Linked DNA regions of Sus scrofa: regions 1, 2, 3 and 4 are each linked to region 5. A link is a contact called in public Hi-C and HiChIP or PLAC-seq data. All regions are on one chromosome and are shown on one strand. Each heading gives the region's core, a stretch centred on a gene start, on an enhancer-like site or on the middle of the called end of the contact. The rest is flanking DNA. Distances are from core to core; before and after follow the strand shown.

Region 1 (2,700 bases), core at 75-2,574, 250 kb before region 5:
TATATTTACTTATCAGTCATCTGAAGTCCTATGGAAGTTGAACTCCTTTCTAAAAGGATAGGGGGGGAAGAAAATATAAGATATTAGATGTAGTGTTTAGGATCTTTTTGTTGTTGTTTTTGTCTTTTTTGTCTTTTCTAGGGCCGCACCCGCAGCACATGGAGATTCCCAGGCTAGGGGTCTAATTGGAGCTGTTGCTGCCAGCCTACGCCACAGCAACGTGGGATCCGAGCCACATCTGCGACCTACACCAGAGCTCACAGCAACACCAGATCCTTAACCCACTGAGCGAGGCCAGGGATTGAACCCGCAACCTCATGGTTCCTAGACAGATTCGTTAACCAGTGAGCTGCAATGGGAACTCCTTTAGGATCTTTTTTTAAAGTTTCAGGAGTCATTTTATTACTTAAACTTTTGCACATTTTCCTTTTTTTGCTTGCCTCCCCTCACAGGAAAGTATCTGTTCTAATGTGTCTCTGTGACATGGTCTCAAAAGATGCATAGTATTGTGGTGAAATTCTACTGTCAAGAGTATTTGCATTCTTAGGATGCTTTTATAGTTCTTCATAAGTACAGTATAAAGTTCTAACTTCTTGCTCTCTTTCAATGCCCCACATATTCTGGACCCATTCTACCAATTCAGCAAGTACCCACCATTCCAAATGGACACAACTCCTCACCCCCCATGGTATGCAGTGCTCATTCTTTTTTCCAAGCTCCTGTCTCCCCTCTGCCTTGCTTTCCCCTGCCATTTGCCTTGAGACCCAGAGATGAATTCTAGGCCTCTGAACTCTCTTACTCTCTTGTAGCTCCTGTAGCATGAACTGGTTCTTCCTTTCTCTAAATTCCATAATCTGTATGATATGTGCTGCCTATTTTAATACTCAACATCCATACATTGCCTTAAGGTATTATCCAGTGTTACTACGTGTATGTGTTTTGTTTTCTTTTGAAGTATAAGCTTTTTGAAAGCAAAAAGCTGTATTTATAATTCATTTGAGTCCTTGTGTGCTAGCATGCTGTTGAACACAGTAGATGCTCCCTCAGAATATTTTTCTTTTAACTATTTAAATTGAACTGTTTTCACTATATTATCTATAATGGGGACAATTTTTTTCTTCTTTAGGCGTTCCAAGATCTTCCAAATACATTGGATGAAATTGATGCTTTATTAACTGAAGAAAGATCAAGAGCTTCTTGCTTCACAGGACTGAATCCTACAGTATGCTTCTTTCCCTACTTCCTATTGCAGTCACCACCACCACCACCCTCCCCTAAACACCTGTGCCTGCATGCGCGCGCGCGCGCGCACACACACACACACACACACACACACACACACAGTTCCCTCCAGTACTTCCCTCCCACTCTGTACTAGAGCTCTTGGTAATAATAAGCTAGACAGCAGGAACAATGTGCTTTTAAATGCCAGATTCTGAATCTATTAGAATTTTAAATAGATTCTTCCTAAGGAACACAGTGTTCTGTGCTTTTTCTTTATAAAAAGAATACTTGGGCTAACCTGAAATACTGCAGTGTCTATTCTTTTTAAAGGATTAAAAATGGCATTTTTAGTATAAGAACATGAATTAACTACATACAAACAATTCAACACAGTTGGCATTTTCACGTAATGTTTTAATTGATGCAAAATTTCATATGATTTTATTCTCTTGTAGATTTATTTTAAAGAATTATTTTTTTCCTGCCAGGTTGTTCAGGAGTACACAAAAAGAGAAGAAGAAATAGAGCAATTAACTGAGGAATTAAAGATAAAGAAAGTTGAACTGGATAAATATAGGGAAAACATTTCACAGGTAATTATTCAGCCTTTATCTTTTCTTTTTGTCATGTGCTTACCATTCCATCATATGGGAATGTAGAATGATGCAAAATAAAATAATAAACTTTTAAGAAAAAAAAATGCAATGTATATTCTTGTGACCAGATTGATAATGATATTAAATTTGTCCTATGTAAAGATTATATCGATGTAATAACATTTCTTTTAAATTGTGTTTTTATACTGCCTTTACATGTAGGTAAAAGAAAGGTGGCTTAATCCTTTAAAAGAGCTGGTAGAAAAAATTAATGAAAAATTCAGCCATTTTTTTAGTTCCATGCAGTGTGCTGGTGAAGTGGATCTCCATACAGAAAACGAGGTAAAATTGCATTTAAAGTGTTTCTTGGCAAGTAATTCTAACTATATGCTAAAAGTACATGTAAATTTTTAATTTACTCTAGAGTTTTATCTGGGAAAATTTTACTTACCAAAAAATTGTTCAAAGGAAGGAAAAGACCATATATGGGATTACATTGGGCTCACTCCCCTCCCCCCCTTTTTGGTGACATTTGGGATTAGTGACTAAAATCTTACTAACTTTTTGTATCCAGTCTAAGTAATGGTTATTCAGCTGTAATGAACAAATGCATTGTTTTTTTAATCTATCCCTCCTCACATCTGAAGAGTCATAAACAAATTGGCAAACATAACTGAAATAAGTATAATATCGGTGGCATTTTTTTTTTCTTTTGATCAAGAATTTTAACAGTTCACAAGAATAAAAGCTAACATAAGTTTGGCACTAATTTCTTAAGCTATATATATGTTCATGCATTGTAATTTTGGGTAAAATAAGATTTCCATTAAGAAATAAATGTATAAAGATATGAACTAAGATGTATTTCAGAATAATAGGG
Region 2 (2,700 bases), core at 145-2,644, 170 kb before region 5:
CTATAGAGTTTGGATGTGAGATTTTACTTCCTGGTCCCTGTGTTTATCTGTGGAAAGCAGCCCTTCCCATTCTTGAGGTTCTGCACTGAGAAGTGGGCGTCTGTAACATCTGTCCCGCAGTACTTCCTCACTGGAAGCTGGTGTCTAGGTATTCGGAAGCAAGTCTGTCCAAGTATTGCTTCCACATCCCCAAACTCAACTTACCTGTGAGATGATGCCAGAAACTCAGAAATAAAGGTGGCAGACAATAGAGTCTTGACTGTTTAGGTCAGCAAGACATATGTCATTATGCCTTTTTTCTTTTTATAAGTTAAAAAATTTTTTTATATACCATTACTTTTTTTTTTTTTTTTTTTTTTAGGGTCACACATGCAGCATATGGAAGTTCTCAGGCTAGGGGTTGAATTGGAGCTGTAGTGGCTGGCCTAGGCCACAGCCACAGCCATGTGGGATCCAAGCTGTGTCAGTGACCTACACCACAGCTCACAGCAACACCAGATCCTTAACTCACTGAGCAAAGCTAGGGATTGAATCCGCATCTTCATGGATACTAGTGGGGTTCGTTACTGCTGATCCATGGCAGGACCTCCTGTGTATTATTGTGACTTGATGTCTCTGTTACCTGGCCCCCACCTCAGCAACTCCGCAATGGCAGAGAGGTGAGGGGACCACGCCCCATGTCCACACGGCTAGGTCCAGGCCCAGATTGGCCAATTCCTACATTTGCGTTCTTGCTCCTATCTCAGACTGTGCTGCCTCTGCCCAGTTCTTTGTGGGAAAGAGAGATAATAAATAAATAATCTACTAGGCACTAAATGTTGAACAGGACATATGTTTGATGCCAAAATAAGGCTGAGGAAGGTAGATTCTTAGAATCTTTGCATTTTGAGTGATTTTTTTTTTTTTAATGACATCTAATTCAAATCTGTCCTGTTTCAGATGAAGCCCAGTCAGAGGGCTGCTGACTTGCCCAGGACAACTTTAGATCAGAACCAGTTTTCAAATTCCTGCTTTAGTATTGAGTTTAGAAGTGAAAGAAGAACACAAGACCTAACTAAGTGTAGAGAGAGCCTTTTTCCTATTTCTCTAAACATCTTACTCCTAGGCTCTCCCTTCCACATACATTGCCTCGGGGAGGGCAAAGACAGGTTAAAACAAGTAAGTTGTTGCTATGCATGAAGTTTCAAGACAGAGTTTTAAAAATGTTAGGCAGACCTTGAAATCCTTAAACTTCTTAATATGCCAGAGCTTCCTATTGAGATCTGAGCCGGAGAGAGAGAAATTGGAGGGGCTGTGTTTAGGGAACAGAAGCAGAGGTTTCTTGAGAAGTGCAGGTGTTCTCTGCTCTCCTTTTAGAAACAGGCTTGGGTAGCACCAGGCAGAGCAGCCAGTGCTGCATGGCCCACCCCATGCCTGCAGCCTGTCCCCATAGGGAAGTCCCCACCCACACCAGGGCACCCAAGGAGTTGGGCAGTCATGCTGAGAAAAGGGTCTCAAGTGTATGCCTCAAAGTTTCTTTCCCATCCCTCCTCATGTGGGTGGGGGAGGGGACTGTGTGTTCCTGAGATGTTACAAGTTGGGAGGATGCCACAAGAGGATGAGGCACACAGCAGGGATCTAATGCCTGCACCCCTGTACAGAAGACGCCTACATGTGAGGACCGGGACCCCCACCTGGTGCATGATAACCTGGGGGAGACCGCCAAGGTCAAAGAATGCCACGTGAGTGGACAGCCCTCCACTGATGCTAAGAGGTGAGGCTCTTGCCCATCAAACAGTTCACTCCCAGGAAGAAAGGCAAAAGGAGAGGGACAGAGAACTCTGATCTTGTCAACATGTACCCAAAAGAGAATAAAACAACACAAAGAGACTGAGGGATCCTGAATTGCCAAGATAAAGTTGGTCAACCAAAAGCAGAAATGGTGGTGGGGTGGGAGGGCTTGAGAACTCAGTTCTGGCTACTAGCAGTTCCCATTTTGTACACCGCAGGCTTATGACTGGGAAATTCTTACCCAATGCACATGGTTGCCTTCCAAGGGCCACCGAGACTTTTGGCAGCCTTAGCAAACACAAGGATAACCTCTCTGTGTATGTATTTAGGTGACATTATATGTAGCACCCACAGCTTCCAGCCTGGTGGCAACTGCCATCCAGAGAGCTGAAGCCTTTGACTCAGAAAAGACGACAAGCAAAACAGGAAAACACAAGAGACAAGACCATTGCCTGGTCGGTGAATACCTCCTCTACCTGCCAGCCAGGTCATGGCACTCAGGGTGACCATTGCTGTTGCTCCATCTCGTGTGTCCAGCTTTTTCTCTCTGGGCTCAACCTCTGACACTGCTAGCACCAGAGTAAGGCTGCAATGACTATAGATCCTATTCATACATGCCACATGGGTCACCATAAGGCAGATCTTTCTAGCTTTAACAGAGTGAGCCACTAATGGTCACGAAAGACCATGAAGAATGGCAGGGTTGAGCTGTCCAATTCTTACCAAACAGCCCCCGCCTAACTCTCTCAGCCCTCTGGGGGCAGGCATGCCTGGACAGTACTTTAAAATCTGGGCACAAGCAGGACATTGAGAAGAAATGACACAGGTCAGAGGGGCACAGCCCATGTTTCTTTCACACCAGGGAACCCCTGCTTCAGTGGCTAATGCTCAGCAGACAAGCATCCTATGGCTGGCCTAGGCTATGATTTG
Region 3 (2,700 bases), core at 103-2,602, 220 kb before region 5:
ATAAAGTACAGAATATTCTCTTACTCATACAGGTTTGTGTTTGGTTTTGCTGTGTTTTTGTTTTTTTTAAATCGGGAGAGTAGAAGCTAGAACTTGAATTCAGGGAGATCCACTTGATCATTAGATTAGGGGGAAGGGAGGAAGGGCTTGTGAAAAAGATACTGAAAGCAAGTAGGTGAATAATAAAGCCTGAACAGTTGCCGTGCTAAGAATAGAAGTGAAGAAGTGGAGGAAAAGTCCAAGAGCTATTTATAGGTAGAATATATAAAAATATTGAGTCCGTGTGTACTGTTGGTCTTTCACACATCACCATTGATTTTGATAGTAGCTGTGGATAATGCATATTATCTTCATTAAGGAAGAAGAATCAAAGAGATTAAGCTGAAGTGTTCAAAGTCACAGACTTAAGAAATGTTGGAATTGGGACTCAGAGCCAGGTAGTATGCTGTTATGAAAAGAGCCTGGGGAATGGCAACACTCAAGAGGTAGGCAAGCTTGTGGTGAAAGATATATAAGCATTTTTGGTGAGAGTGTAAAACTGGGATAACCTCAGTAGTGAGTCATTTAGGGATCTATTTTAAACAGATATCTACTTTGACATAGCAAATCCACTTATAGCAACTTATCCCACCTATATACTCTTACATGTATCTCTAAGCATATGTGTGAGAATATTATGTTCAATAAATATTGTTTGAAATAGCAATAGATTGAGAATGGGTTAATAAATTATGATGCAAAGACTCATGTAGTAGAATACAGTACAGCTGTCGGCTCTGACATGATCAGATCTCCAAGCTATGGCAATGAAAAGAGCAAATTATTAAACTGTGTGTGTGTGCATTTATTATTCGCAGTTAAAAAGAAAAAATACAAACACACACAGAGCTATATTTTCTGCCTCTTGAAGGATACAAAGAAACTAACAGCCAACAGTGGCTGCCTCTGAGGAAAAGAAGTAGAAAATTGAACAGCAGAGTGGGAGGAAGATTTATTTCTCGCCAGCTTTTTTGTATGTTTTGAATTATGTACCTTATATTTACTTATTTTTTAAACTTTTTTTTATTTTAAGAGAAAAGAGTATGAGTTTTAGACTTAAGGAGAATTTGTTTCTTCTACTTAGCTAGCCATGTGGCCATATCTAAGTTATTATTATCTTGTTTATTGTGACCACATTCTAGAACATATAAAAAAACAAAACAAAGTTTCTTATGAAGTCAACCCTCTGACACAATCACTATAAAACTTTGATATAGAAGATCCTACTGTGGCACAACCAGATTAGCAGTGTCTTGGGAGTCCTGGGACTCAGGTTCATCCCTGGCCTGGCACAGTGGGTTTGGGATCTGGCATTGCTGCAGCTGCAGCTTAGGTCACAGAGGCAGTTTGGATCTGAGCCCCGGCCCAGGAACTCCATATGCCGTGGAGTAGTCAAAAACAAAAAACTTTGTTGTAAATCTTCCTAGTCTTTTGCAAAAGCTTTACTTTTTTCCAATTACAAAGTAAATAACTTTAAAATGCAGTACAAAATATATCGGCCCATGTAAGGTGTAGTGGTTTACCGATGAATATTTAGAATAATGAGGAGAGAGAAGTACTGAAATATCTGCTTGTTTTTCACTAAGTGCATCATATTTTCTTGTTTGGGTCCAGGAACCTGCTCTTTATTGTCAAATCACCCTTCCTGGCTAATAATTATATTCCACATGGAGAAGAAGGAGCAATGATGTTACTACTTTAAACACCATAGCTCTTGGGCATTTGTTTCTACTGAAATGATATAGGTTATCTTGCCTATGCAGGCTCCCAGTGTCATTTTATTTAATGCTGGTTACATTATGACTCCCTAGAGTACAGCATCCAGTGACTCCCAGTGACCGTCAGAGCATCATAGTACTTCACTGATGACGGGGACAAATGCAGGTCTTACCCTGGCTATGCAGGAAAATAGGAAACATCATCCATTTTCTAGTCATGTTAAATTTACCAATCGGAATTTTACAGATGAAAATAGAACAACATATTTCCCAGAAGTGCCTTCTCTTGAGCTCTGTAGGCTGGAATCACTGCATTCCTAGACCATGTTTTCACTCTCCATTGACCACACCCCTGCCTTCCACACGCTACTGCTAGGAGAGGACAAATAAAGGACCCATGTGCAATGTGATGATAGCAGCCCAATTCACACAAGAAATGTCTGTCCCTTGCTGGGCATGACTTAAGACCAGCCGGGGAGAGCACAGTGGAGCCACATCAATTGGACACAAAACAAGACATAGATTGGAAGGGGCTGTTGTAATTATGAAGCAAAAGTCTTCAAAGCCCTGAGATCAGGAAGACAGGCTATCCCGGGACAGCCTGACATGCAGTTCAGAGCCTATAAAGGAGGCTGAGTCACAGGTCCCAGGGCTGGTTCCCATTTGCAAAGTTGTTCAAATTGACCTGAACTGTTCACACAGAGGGTAGTAAGTAGAAATGAGCATCTTTGCTAAACCACTTACTTCATACTTCATTGTTTCATCTCTGTTACAGCAGTGCAGACTTAGCATAGTTAACATACTCCCATATACAGATGTTCCTGTATATCCTCAGTGGATTGTTTCCTGGACCCCTGTGCATACCAAAATCCATGGATGTTCACATCTATATGGAATGGTGTAGTATTAGCATATAACCTATACACATCTTCCCTTATACTTT
Region 4 (2,700 bases), core at 103-2,602, 150 kb before region 5:
TAGGTATGTGGGGGGGGGGTCAAGGGGGTGAGGCACCTTTTCCATCACCCAAGCCCGCGAGGAAGAGGAAAACCTTCCCTGCGGTCCCCCTGGGAACATTGCGGAGTAGGGTGTCGGATGACATCAGCTTCTAAACATAGCCCATACCGCACCCCAACTCTGAGCGCGCGAGCAGGGCTCCGGCAGGCGAGGGAGAGGGAAGCGGGGGAGGCGTGTACTGCTGGCCGCGGGCGGGGCAGGCCGGCTGGCCGGGCTGTGCGGGAGGAGATGACTTTGCAGGAATCGTGCTCGCAGAGTTTGCAGGCCAACCTCTCCCGCGATGGCCGGGCCACGAGGTTAGGAAACATTCGTGCCGTTCCGCGCTCTAACCTGCCCCACAAAAGCCACACACACGCAAGCAGCTCTAGGATCTAAGGTGCCTTTATTTATATAAGCCAACCCATCCCCCAGCGGTAGTGCCTGGTTTGGTCGGTCGGGAACCCTGTGCGCCCTCCAGTCCCGCGCCAGCCTCTAGGCTAAGCCTGCGAGGGGGTCGGCGCGGCCCTCCCGGTGAGTCAGATGGGCTGTGTTTCCTGTGGTTGTTGTGGAACAGTTTGTCCTTTTTACCCCCGCCCCCCGCCCGGTCTCCACCCCCTTGGTAAATATAGCGCTCACGTTTCATCATCTCTTTGTCCAACGAGCGCCAGACACCCCGGCCCGCGGCCCCCGCCGCCTCCTCCCTCTCCCGGCTCGCGGTTACCTCGCATAACCCCGCGCGGGCAGGCGGCGGGCAGCCGCCTGCCCTGCGGCCCCCGCCAGCCCCGCACCGCATTGCTTCCCGCTGCAGTACACCCCCACCTCCCTCCCATCGCCTTCCTTGTTTTCAGTTCCCCCTTAGGATGTGACCCCATGCTCTCATCCCACCCTTGCTACCCCGTGGTCGTGGGGACCCGGCGGAGAAATGTGTAGGTGTTGGAAGGTAGATACCCCTTGTTCCCAGCCCCAGGCGGCATCCCATGCCCAGGCCAATGCTGGTGAGTACCACTCACCCTTCCTTCCCCTTCCCAAGCCCCCCCCCTTTCCCCTCCTGAGCGCGGGTGACAAGCTGCTGAGACAGTGTCTGAATCACCGACAGCTGAACCAGCTGCGCATACTTGGGGGTGGGCGCTTTGTGAACCGTCTCCCTCTCACCACGGAGGGGAGTGGGCTGGTGGGTCAGGAAAGGCGAGGTGGGTGGATAACAGCCGAGAAGCCCTTGCTTACTCTTCCCGCTCTCCCTTCCCCTCCCAGTTTCGTTTCCACACATACAGCCACCCACCGGGGACCGGAGGCGGCTGGTGTTCTCTGAACACAGGGAACTGGCTCTCTCTGTGGTCTCCTGTTTACTTCCCTCCTCCTCACCCCCACCACCCCATGCTGCCTCCACCCGCCCCAGCAGCTGGGAAACCTGCGGCAAAACACTGCAGTCATGAGATTTCCCTGGACCGGAGCTGTGGCCCGGGTTTGCCCTGCCCTGGCCTGCCTTGCCCTGCCTTGCCCTGCCTTGCCCTGGATCCACTTGGGGCACTTCTTTGTCCTGGAAAGGCTCTTGGGGCTCCCTGTCAAGGAATGTGGAAGAGGCCTCCCTTCCTCCTTTTTTCCCTCTTCCTCTCCCCCCCTTGGCACAAGATATCATCCTGTGGGGGATGGCCTGGCTGCCTTTTTGGCCAGGGCTCTGGGCCACCCCCGTGAGTGGCCACCTGTCCAGGGCTGGGCAGTGAGAGCTGACAGTGTGTAAGATTTCGGCATCCAGGATGCCGCAGTGCTGCCTCATTTGCCATCACAGGCTGTCCTGTTCGTGAAAGAGTGCCCAAACTTCCCTGCTGACCCAAGGTTTTCAGGCGGATCCCTGAAACCTGCTTACAGGCACACACCCTCTCCCTATGGAGTCTGGCAAAACCTTCCCTTTCAAAGCTTGCTTCCCAGTGGGGAAGGATTCAACCTCTCTCCCTAAGTAAGCTGAATGAACACAGAGCTCTGACGAGGCCATGAGGGTTGAGCTCTGGGGTGCTCCCTGCCTGAAGTTCCCCCATTTAAAAGCCACCTCTTCACCACTGCTCTACACCACTGCCATGGTTACCAGCTCCCTGTCCTTCAGAAGCACAAATGTTGCACAGTGGCAGAAACAAACAAGGGCTTCTTAAATGTTCTTTTAAATATCCAAAACACTGCCTTGGTATTTTGGTAGCAGACAAGAGGGAATGAAAGTCCCAACAGTTCCCTGGTTTCCTTCTGACCCTATAACCCCCAATAAATCCCTCACTCTGGAAGGCCTCTCAGAGCCAAGGCAAGGAAGAGAGCTTATTGAAATGCAAGAGAGTGGAATTCAGAGCAGAGCAGATCCACCTACAGCTGGAGAATTACTTCTACCCAAGTGAGACTATTTTTCCCTCTGCCCTCCAGCTTTAAAGCCCCAAGCTACTCCGAAGTACCTGCCACCATCAGACTACACCATATCTTGCTTTTTGCTGCATTCTGCCAGATCTCTCTCCTGTGAAACTCTCCCCCTGATACCCTGGATATTCCAATACTTGATTCACAGTCCCCCACCCCCATCTCATTCCTGTCAACATTTTCTGTGAATGTATTATCCCTGTGAATAAGGGGGCACCTGAAACCCTAGTATCTAAACTGTACTCATTTCTCCCTCTACCCTCCTGTCGCACGGGTACCCTGGACCTC
Region 5 (2,700 bases), core at 119-2,618:
GGGGCCACCTGGTAGCCTCATTCCTCAACCCTGGCCCTTAGCATGTACCAGAAGCACCTGGAGGGCTGGTGAAAACACAATTGCCTGGGCCCATGCTCCTGGCCTTTCTGCTTCAGTATGCCTGGTGTGGGGTTTGAGGATTTCCATTTCTAACAAGCTCCCAGGTCATGCCAGTGACAAGTTGGGAGCCACTGTTCTACGCATGAGGAATTCCTGCAGCAGTTATTGTTCTGACGGCTTCTGGCCCCCAAGCTCCATCTTAACTAGCAAATGGTGCACATGGGCACGCAAGCAAGTGCTGGGGGGTAGTGAATGCTTTGGCGTTTTTCTATCCTTTTGCTAAGGCTTATAGTATAACTTTTTAAAACAATGAAATTTTTGTGAAATCACAACATAAAAAAAGATCAGATTGACTGGGGTGAGACAGGAGTGAAAAGGGCACCTTCCCTTCTCCAGCCAGCTCTTAGGTACCTTGGGATTCCAGGGCTCTGAGGAGTGCTCCAGTTTGCAACCACTGGGGGAGTGGAAAGAGCAGTGGACCTAGAGCTGGGTCAGTCCGCTTAAGACCCACCTCTGCTTTGCAGCTGTGGAATGCAGGAAAATTGCTTAATCTCTGAGTCTTAGTTCCCATACCTAGTCAAGTGGGGATGTCTTCCCAACCACCATTTTCCCAATGGAGCTGCAGGAGGCAGCCCCACAGAAGAGAAGGCCCGCCTACCTCACGGGAGAGCAGTTATGCGCTATTAAGGGATCACCAGGCTTGTTTAGTGACTATGCACATAAGTATGTGGTGCCGGGAAGGGGTGGGCAGAGTGGGAAACCACAAAGCCCTCCTTGTATAGCCCTGGGAAGGCAGGGAAGCCCATGAAACTTTCCCCTGTTTCCAGGACCTTGTGACTGAGGTCTGGGGGGCCCGAGTGCTCTGAGGCTGCGCAAGGAGGGATCCTAGGCACAGGAGCAGTTCTTACTTCCCTAATGAGCCCAGGGATGCCGGGGAATTGGCAAGGGGGCCACCTCACCAAGTGGCTGAAGAGGGAAAGGTCAAGTACTTAGGTAGCCAATGCTTCCAGCCCCACAGCTTCTTCTTCAACAAGGACTCTAGGTTGACCCCCTGCTGACCCCAGGCTAAAAAGCCCTGCCCGCCCTCCCTGCTGCTATATGCTGCCTCAGGAGAAATAGATAGCCAGGCCTTGAGATTCCTGGCAGCCCGCCGGCTTGGCAGCCTCTTCCAGAACAGTCCGTGGAGTACAGACTGCTCCCTGTCTTCTTCCAGTCTAGTCCCTGGAGAGATTCCAGTCGCCCTGCTCAAGTCTTTCCCTTTTCTGCTTATCATGGGGAGGGAATATGCATCTGGGCTTTAAATCACAAAGCCAGCGAGCTGGCACTTCACAGCAATAGAGGCCCTAGCAGCAGTGGCCTCAGTTCTCAGAGAGCTACACAAAGACCAGAGCGAATTTATTACTGTTTTTCAGTTTACAAATGGGAAATGCACAACACTGGTCAGGAAGTGGATGGCATTATGAATGGGAAAACCTAAGTGTAGACAACTAGTTGGAACAAGGCAAAGGCATCCATTTAAAAAAAAAAAAAAAAAAAAGCCCCTTATAAAATGGGGCCAGTGTACCCACCTCCAAACTCTCAGGATGGGGGCATGCTGGTTAGAATTTAAATTCCCCAAAGCGCTTTAAAAACCCATGAGAAGGGCTCTAAATATTTATGCATATTTTTTTAAAAAATGACCCCAATTTGATGGCATCTTTTTTTCCTCCGGAGAACATTTTAAAGCTAAGCCCTATGACAGTAAGGTCCTCTTAACCTGTCTTAGTAATGAGGGCAAGGGTGAATTTGTGGGTCTGTAGGAATTTTTACTATGGAGCCCAATATATTTGCTCACTCACTATAGGACAGCAAGCAGGGTTTTTCCACAGCTCTTGAGATTGCAATAGACTTGATAGGGATTAATTCCTCCAGAAAATCCTCTCCAGCTGACTGCAGTTCCAGGGGAAATACAGAGGAATCCTCATACCACACGAACCTGCTTCCCTGATGGGCTTGAGCATGGGATTCAGGAGTGTTGGGCAGGGTTGCAGAGCCCTCTGGTGGATTACTGCTTGACTACATTCTCTCAAAGGGTTCTGAGTCTATGATGTCTCCCAAGGCTAGCTGTTACTTCCAATAAGTCACAGGAGGGTGGCTTTTTGATGGCTCCTGGGACAGTATGGGGTTGGAGGGAAAAGAGGGGGATCCATGCCCTCAGCCTGAAGGATAAAAAAAATATGTTCAACTTGCCTAGGGCTGGTGCAGAGGCTGGCACGTAAGAAATGGGAGTAAGAAATGTTGAGAAGGAATTAACCAAGGGAGGGAGTCAATTAGTGAAAAAAAGCACAGTTCCTCTTAGAGCTGCTGAAATGCATTTTCAGAATCACAGGTATTGGAGGACCGTGTGCACAGAGACCCAGAGTTAAGGGGTTAGAACAGGAGTTAAGAGCTGAAAACTTAAAAGACGTAAAGAAAAATTTTTCAGTGTAGAAAATATTTAAAAGGCATGTTTATCAGAAAAGAGAGGTGTAAATAGCCAGTGAAAACAAATGGAGAATTTCTTGAGGGCAAGAGCTATGCTAGCAGAAAACAGACAAGAGTCTAAGCACGGGTGGAGTTATAACCTTATAAACGCACACCAAAGTTTCCCAGGTTTGTCTG

Evidence for each region. Hi-C and Micro-C count contacts between places; a contact is called where the count stands out from the background. HiChIP or PLAC-seq counts read pairs in DNA pulled down with a chosen protein or histone mark.
Region 1: a Hi-C map of brain shows a contact between it and region 5, with 8 times the contacts expected there. The contact joins two enhancer-like sites. A contact is called at or near these places in 1 of 5 promoter capture datasets (liver), 27 of 47 Hi-C or Micro-C datasets (adipocytes, adipose tissue, alveolar macrophages and 17 more) and 2 of 2 datasets of contacts at active chromatin or transcription factors (alveolar macrophages and skeletal muscle).
Region 2: an H3K27ac HiChIP or PLAC-seq map of skeletal muscle shows a contact between it and region 5. The contact joins two enhancer-like sites. A contact is called at or near these places in 2 of 5 promoter capture datasets (liver and skeletal muscle), 7 of 47 Hi-C or Micro-C datasets (brain, embryonic fibroblasts, omental adipose tissue and 3 more) and 2 of 2 datasets of contacts at active chromatin or transcription factors (alveolar macrophages and skeletal muscle).
Region 3: an H3K27ac HiChIP or PLAC-seq map of skeletal muscle shows a contact between it and region 5. The contact joins two enhancer-like sites. A contact is called at or near these places in 3 of 47 Hi-C or Micro-C datasets (embryonic fibroblasts and skeletal muscle) and 1 of 2 datasets of contacts at active chromatin or transcription factors (skeletal muscle).
Region 4: a contact with region 5 is called in an H3K27ac HiChIP or PLAC-seq map of skeletal muscle. The contact joins two enhancer-like sites. A contact is called at or near these places in 2 of 5 promoter capture datasets (liver and skeletal muscle), 16 of 47 Hi-C or Micro-C datasets (brain, embryonic fibroblasts, fibroblasts and 7 more) and 2 of 2 datasets of contacts at active chromatin or transcription factors (alveolar macrophages and skeletal muscle).

The regions. Positions count from the first base shown.
Region 1 is chr1:223,645,532-223,648,231 of Sscrofa11.1, forward strand. It overlaps SMC5 (structural maintenance of chromosomes protein 5), which reads left to right. Exons shown (of 24, transcript XM_021064744.1): 19 at 1,127-1,222; 20 at 1,713-1,817; 21 at 2,043-2,162. Among named protein-coding and RNA genes, the nearest start is that of SMC5, 87 kb to the left of the region's middle. Within about 2 kb of position 1,325, at least 6 of the 83 cell types and tissues checked have an H3K27ac peak or open chromatin away from gene starts, as enhancers often do. A contact at or near this core is called in brain, where this site is marked.
Region 2 is chr1:223,733,762-223,736,461 of Sscrofa11.1, forward strand. The region is part of intron 2 of KLF9 (Kruppel like factor 9); the gene reads right to left. Among named protein-coding and RNA genes, the nearest start is that of KLF9, 13 kb to the right of the region's middle. Within about 2 kb of position 1,395, at least 7 of the 83 cell types and tissues checked have an H3K27ac peak or open chromatin away from gene starts, as enhancers often do. A contact at or near this core is called in skeletal muscle, where this site is marked.
Region 3 is chr1:223,675,884-223,678,583 of Sscrofa11.1, forward strand. No RefSeq gene overlaps it. Among named protein-coding and RNA genes, the nearest start is that of KLF9, 70 kb to the right of the region's middle. Within about 2 kb of position 1,353, at least 5 of the 83 cell types and tissues checked have an H3K27ac peak or open chromatin away from gene starts, as enhancers often do. A contact at or near this core is called in embryonic fibroblasts and skeletal muscle, where this site is marked.
Region 4 is chr1:223,753,744-223,756,443 of Sscrofa11.1, forward strand. No RefSeq gene overlaps it. Among named protein-coding and RNA genes, the nearest start is that of KLF9, 7.4 kb to the left of the region's middle. Within about 2 kb of position 1,353, at least 62 of the 83 cell types and tissues checked have an H3K27ac peak or open chromatin away from gene starts, as enhancers often do. A contact at or near this core is called in brain, embryonic fibroblasts, liver and 4 more, where this site is marked.
Region 5 is chr1:223,898,878-223,901,577 of Sscrofa11.1, forward strand. The region is part of intron 21 of TRPM3 (transient receptor potential cation channel subfamily M member 3); the gene reads right to left. Among named protein-coding and RNA genes, the nearest start is that of KLF9, 150 kb to the left of the region's middle. Within about 2 kb of position 1,369, at least 37 of the 83 cell types and tissues checked have an H3K27ac peak or open chromatin away from gene starts, as enhancers often do. A contact at or near this core is called in brain, embryonic fibroblasts, liver and 4 more, where this site is marked.